2 separate regions of the Pan troglodytes genome follow, and region 1 is linked to region 2. A link is a contact called in public HiChIP or PLAC-seq data. All regions are on one chromosome and are shown on one strand. Each heading gives the region's core, a stretch centred on a gene start, on an enhancer-like site or on the middle of the called end of the contact. The rest is flanking DNA. Distances are from core to core; before and after follow the strand shown.

Region 1 (3,110 bases), core at 462-2,961, 220 kb before region 2:
GAATACCAAACTTAACTTTGTCCTTGTAGAAGTATTGATTAGTCTGGTTAATGCTGTACTAGACATCAAGGAAAAACCCGACTTTCTTTCTTAGATCCCTCATAGCCTCATAGAGACCAGCCCTCTACAAATCAAGACTTGAAAAGTGATTCAGCATATTCCCTCATGTCAAAAACTGTAGCTGGGAAACTAGGTAGGAGGGAACAGAATCTGCCTGGTGTTGGAGAGGTTGTATTAATATAAATAATAAACACAAAACATGAATTGTAGAAGGTTGCAAAGAGAGGAAAACTTCAGACACCAAAAGGATCAAAAAACATAAAAAGAAACAGACACAATTTTTAAATTGTAACTTGTCTAGTGCAATGATAAAAGCTATCCACGAATACAGCGATTTTAGAAAGTTAAATTTTACATGCAGTGCTACTAAAATACCAAAGGCCATACATAATGTCTGACCCAAGCTGCCACCTCATATAGCAACTTCTTACATGGGGGCTTTAAAAAGATTGTTTGACTGGTCTACTGTCCTGCAGTGTCAGGAGACGGCTTTGTCTGACATATTGAATTTCCAATGTCTCTCACACTTCCTCCTTTTCAGATGCACAAACGGTTTTTGTAAAGTTTCTCTTGGTTTTACCGCTGGCAGCTACAGAAACCATGCCACAAGTCTGGTGTAGAGTTATAGGGTGTGATTTTATTTGACTGGTATCTTCAGAGCTTCTGGATTTTTCAATATAACCGAGAATTTCCTTAAGAGCTGTAAATAAAAATCGGTACCAGTTCGAACCCTTTACTGGCCCGGTTTTGTGTGAGGTTGACTGGCTGCTGTAGCACGTTCTCCCCCTCCTCCTGCACCCCCTCGGTTCCCTCCTCTGCCTGCGGGAATACCACTTCAGGGCGTTCAGTAGCCTTCCCAGGGTGGGTCCTGGCCTAGTACCCTAAAACTATAACCGAGAATACCTATCATTGGGCAGCCTAGTAAACGCGACTGGGACTTTTAGTAGGGGCCCCTCACCGCTCTGAAGCGCTCACACTTGAGTCAGGGAACATGGGTTTGAATCCCCACCCGGCCGTTTATCTTGTGCTCTTGGGCACACTGTGTCCCCTATATAAAATAAGCACCCATCTCTTCATCTGTCTCCTAGGCCTGCGACGATGCAATGACTGCACGCAAAGCGCACATTCACGGTCAGGTCACTTCTGGCGTCCGGCTGTGGTCCCCGCAGGGTGCCCGCCGGCGGAGCGCATCCTCCGGCAGGGGGCGAGCTCCGCACCCCGCTTTCCTCATGGGCCGGCGCGGCCCGCCGTTCAAGTGGGGAGACCAGAGGTGCTCCGCGCCGTGGGCGGGGGGCGGTTGGCGCGCACAAGGCCGGACTCCGGCGGGGCGCACCTCCACACGCACCCTCGCGGGCAGCGGGTCGGAGTCCGGGCCTCGGGCCGGCTGGGGGCGGGGCATGGGCGCGGCGCGCGGGGCCCGGAACGCCGAGACAATGCGGCGCGCGGCGGCCAGGAACGGCTCGGCGGGCCGGGGCGCGCGCCGCCTTCCTTCCTGCGGGCTCCGCTTCCCGGCGGCGCGGCAGCGGCGAGCGCGCCGATTGGCGGCCCGGTCCTCCCGCCGCCCCGCCCCACGCCCGGCCGGCCGCCGCCCCCGGCCCGGACCCGCCCCTCTCCGCGGGAGGCGTCGGGGCCCGCGGCTGGGTGGCGGGTAGTTCCCGCCGGCTGTGCGCGCCCGCCTCGGGGCTCGCTCTGAGAGGACGCGGCGGCAGCGGACTCGGAGCCCTCGGCGCGCAGGCGGGCGGACCGGCCGAGCTGCGCGGGGCTGCGCGCCGCCCCTGCTCCGCCGCCAGGCCCCGCGCGGCTCCCGCGCCCGGCGCTCCCCTTTGTCCGCGGGCCGGAGCGGCGGCGGCGGCAGCGGCGGTGTCCGAGCGGCGGTCGGAGCCTGCTGCGGCAGTTGAGGCGGCGGCGCCCCTGCGGCTGTGCGCCAGCGCCCTCGCGCCGAGGCGATGCCGGACCAGATCTCCGTGTCGGAATTCGTGGCCGAGACCCATGAGGACTACAAGGCGCCCACGGCCTCCAGCTTCACCACCCGCACGGCGCAGTGCCGGAACACTGTGGCGGCCATCGAGGAGGTGAGGCGGCCTGCGCGGCGGCTCCGGCCGCAGGTATCCCGCGCCCCAGCCCCGCCCGCCGCTCCCGCATCCGCATCCCGAGAAAACTTTCTTTGCTCCGAAGCCGGACGCGGCCGGGCCAACCCTGCCCGAGACAGAAGCCCTTTGTTCCCGCCTAGGTGGCTCGGAGGAGATGGGTGATGGCCACCTTGGGCCTCTTTAAGACCTCCCCTCTCTCGGCCTCGTGGCCCTCGCGGGGTTCCGCGGCCTGATCCTTTCCCCGCAGCGCGGCCAACTTTGTCCAGAGTCGGGGTCCGCGGCGAGCGGGGGATCCCGCTGCCCGCCGCCGCCCGCCGACGCCCGGGGTCTTTGGTCCCCGGTGCGGACCTTATCAACTTGTTCTTGAAGTGGACCGGCGGGGGCAGCTCCGCGCTCCGAGCTCCCCGCCGCAGCCCCCGAGCGCCGCAGGGCCCCCACCCTCGGGTCCGCGGGTCCGGGGCATCCCGGGCTGCCCGGGAAGGCGTGCCCGCCTCAGCCAGGGCGGCCTGGCTGCGCTCCACCCGTGCCCGGAGAAGGAACTGCGGGCAAGGTGTGTGAGAGTCGGCGCTTCTGGGTCCAAGAAGCCTCCAGGAGCCGCTCCCCGGTTACCTGGGTCTCACCTGCTTGAACCCGGAATGCCGCCCTTCCCCCTCAACCTGGAAAAGGCCTGGTTTTAGTAAAGTGCTTTCAAGGTGCAAAGTCATCACGCCTAGCTGCTAAGCAGTACGCTCTCCAGGTCCTGGGGAGAGGAACACGTAGGAACGAAGAAGCTTGGTTGAAAATTAAAGCCGTGGGGAAAGGGGCAGAGTCTGTGAGTCCAGGGGCCACCGTTGGCTGTGGTTTGAGGCACATCCTCACCTGCAGTCCTCCTTTTCCTTACCCACCAAACGGGATTAGTAATGCATCCTTTCCAGGATCAGAGACTGTGTGAAGTGCTTAGCACTCTGCTCGGCTCAGAAT
Region 2 (3,090 bases), core at 157-2,656:
CTGGTTCTCCAAAGTCAGAGACCAAAGTCAACGTTCTTCAGCACGACACCCCAGGTCCTCCAGGACCCAGCTCCTAATCACCTTTCCACTTCCATCCTCCACAACCCGGGCACAGTTCATTGATCTCAGCAAGGCAAAGCTGCTCCTGGTTCTCAGCGCGATGCTCCACGCGCCCCTGCTTTGCACCGCCCGGGACGTCCTTCACCTTTCAGGCACTTGGCTACTTCTTACCTTTCAAGGCCCGTTTCAGGCTGCAGGCCTTCCTGGGATCTCAAGGCTGGGGTAAGGGACCCACAGCTTGAGTGTACCCCCTGATCACAGCGCCACGATCTGCTGTGGTCTCTGATCTCACTCTCCCAGCTGCACGCTGGTCAAAGGCGGAGCTCGGTGACTCCTCTGCATTGCCAGGGCGCCTGGCAGGGGACGCGCTTACTGAAGCCGAGAACTTTCTGGGGAGGTGACACCCCAACAGCAATTCCCATGTACCAAACGCCTACCACGTGCCATGCACGGTGCTAGGTGCACAGATCCCTCTCACCCTCACCCTCACCGACCAGCAAGGCTGCAGGATAACAGCCCCTTTCAAACGAGGATGCCAAAGCGCCCGAAGAGTCAGTGACCTGCCCAGGGTCACCAGAGTAAGGACGGATGCGGCCAAGCTCGGGGCCTAGGGAGAGCCGGCTCTGAAGTTCCTCCCAGACGCCAGCCTGCTTGGCACCTGTCTGTCACCGTGATGGAGCACCTTCCAAGCGCTGGGTGCGGAGGATGTGACAGCGAAGGGGACAGACAACCCCGACCCTGAGAGGCGGGAGGCGGCCGAAGCGGGGCAGAGGAAGAGGCAAGGAAACGGCCCGCGCCGCCCGCCTTGCCGCCCCTCCGGGGCGACAGCGGCTCGGGAAGCTGCAGTCCGCAAGCCCACGCCCGATCTGCGGTTCCAAGCTCCTCCACCCGCGCCCCGGGAGCGCGGCCCCGCCCGGAACCAAGCCCGAGCCCAGGCATCCCTCCTCCGCCCGCCCCGCGGCCCCACCCATCCTTCCTGGCCGTCCGCACCGCTCTCGGGGCCGTGTTCCCGTCAGGCCTCCGCGAGCTCGGCCCCAAGCGGGACGAGGGCTGGGCGCTCACCTCGCAGCCGCGGGCCCATCCCCGGGTTGCGGACTTCGGGGTCCGCGTGGGAGTGCCGCGGCCTTCGGCGCCCAGGCAGCTACTCCCGTTCCCGCTCCAGCGCCGGTTTTTCCAGCCCTCCTGCCCACGTCCGCCGGGCCGCGCCTCCAAGACTATGCGCAGGCGCAGTCCTGACGTGCCGCCCCCGGTTCCAGGACCCCAAGTGGTGGGAAGGCTCGCGAGCGGCGTCCCCCGACCGGAAGTCGAGGGGAGGAGTCTAGTGCCGCGGGCTCCGGAGTGACGGAAGTTGTGCTCTTGGTGAATGGGGTTCTTCCTTCTTTATTTACCGGTGGCTGTGCTTCCAATTTAGGAAGACCCCGGCGACCTGTTCCTCACTCCCGCTTCGCCCTCACACTTTCGGGATGTCTGCGATTCCTGCTGAGGAGAGCGACCAGCTGCTGATCCGACCCCTGTAAGGGACCAGCAAGAGAGGGAATGAAGCCACGGGCTGTGAGGGGCGCGAGGGGTAACCGGAGACTTTGGCCTCCTCCGTCGCCCGCGCTCCCACCTACCCCGGCAGACTGCCTTTGGTCCGCGCTTGCGGGCCAGGCTTCTCAGGCTCGAGGGGTTGGAGGACCGTTGATCGGAAGGGGCCTGCTATAGAGTGAACGGGATTTGGCTTTTTTCAGTTTCAAGGGAGGGTATGTTGGAGTCGGAAAAAAAAGTTTTACGGGGCCACCGCTCGCTTTCGTACAAGAAGCGTTTTCACTTAGCACAAGCACGGATCTCTGCGCGTCAGGGCAAGCTGTGAGGGAGCCGGTGAAGCTTATGACCGACAGGATGAGAGGAGACCTGAATGAGGCTACAGCGGTGCAGGGAAGAATTAAGTCTGTTTCTTAACACCAGGGCTTCACATGTGCCAGAAGTTAGAAAATATTAGGGACTTGCCGTGAGTTTCGATCTTCTCAGCTCAGGCCCTAGTAGAATAAGGAAGGTGTAAAGCTGGAGAGGAGAAAGTGCAGAGGTGTTAGGGACAAAAACTCAGCCCTCGACTGTCCATAAGGAGAGTGGCCTTTCAGTGGACACGATCCTCATCAGTCGGGAATGCTGCTGAAGGGGAGATGCAAATGTAGAGAACTTGAATTCCTACAGATGAGCATTTCGAACCCACAACATGTTTATTGTTAGATATTAGTTGGCACAACATGAATATACGCATTCCAAAAGGTAGAAAGTATCTCCTTTACACATTCATTCAGTAAGGCTTCATTGAGCACCTGCTTGGGACATAGTCCGTTTCCTTCTGCTTAGTTCACACCTGTCATGTCTTCCTGTAATGAGCAAACACTGAGCAAGTGTCAAGCACCACACGTGGGGATATAGACGCAACAGAGGGCCCAGTTAATTGCTCTCGCCCTTTTGGAGAGAATTACAGTGCACAGTGGGAAATATTGGAGAGATACTTTGGAATAATAGGAGACCATTACTTTGAAGTCAGACCTGAAGTCCATTATCTACTTGACCAATTAGTAGGACAACAATCTCACTGAACCCGTTTTCTCATATGGAAATAAGATAAAACTTGAAGAGTGAACATCGCGGTAGGTGCTTTGTAAATAATAGCTAATCTAAGAGCGCAGGTAGGCATTGCACTGAGCACTGTGAAAGTATGGAAAAGGGATTTCTGACAGATTGAGGAAGAAAGGATACTTCGTGGATCCTGAAAAATGTGATGCCTGAGCTGAGTCCTAAAGAATGAGTAGGAGTTAAAGACTGGGGGGCCCAGGATGTTCTAGGCAGTGGAAGTGGCACATATGAAAGTGAGAGTGGTCACAGCTTGTGGCCAGATTCCTCATGGCTGTTGCTAAAGAGTTGAGTTAGCAGATGAAGCGACAGGCAGTTGAGGTCCAGTTTAGGAAGCACCTCGTATACACAGGAGTTTGGACCTTTATCAAGTCAATTACAGGGAGCCAGCGAAGGCTATTAAGC

What was found. HiChIP or PLAC-seq counts read pairs in DNA pulled down with a chosen protein or histone mark.
Region 1: an H3K4me3 HiChIP or PLAC-seq map of stem cell-derived excitatory neurons shows a contact between it and region 2, with 5 times the contacts expected there. The contact joins the promoter of ASAP2 here to the promoter of CPSF3 in region 2. A contact is called at or near these places in 1 of 7 Hi-C or Micro-C datasets (stem cell-derived neural progenitor cells) and 1 of 1 datasets of contacts at active chromatin or transcription factors (stem cell-derived excitatory neurons).

What each region holds. Positions count from the first base shown.
Region 1 is chr12:113,670,333-113,673,442 of NHGRI_mPanTro3-v2.0_pri, reverse strand. ASAP2 (ArfGAP with SH3 domain, ankyrin repeat and PH domain 2) reads left to right here and starts at 1,711. Exons shown (of 27, transcript XM_016946784.3): 1 at 1,711-2,132. The coding sequence starts at 2,007. It overlaps LOC134807948 (a long non-coding RNA gene), which reads right to left and starts at 1,487. Exons shown (of 2, transcript XR_010149634.1): 1 at 1,126-1,487; 2 at 678-760.
Region 2 is chr12:113,452,137-113,455,226 of NHGRI_mPanTro3-v2.0_pri, reverse strand. It overlaps CPSF3 (cleavage and polyadenylation specific factor 3), which reads left to right and starts at 1,406. Exons shown (of 18, transcript NM_001246367.1): 1 at 1,406-1,573. The coding sequence starts at 1,524. ITGB1BP1 (integrin subunit beta 1 binding protein 1) reads right to left here and starts at 1,262. Exons shown (of 6, transcript XM_063790130.1): 1 at 1,123-1,262.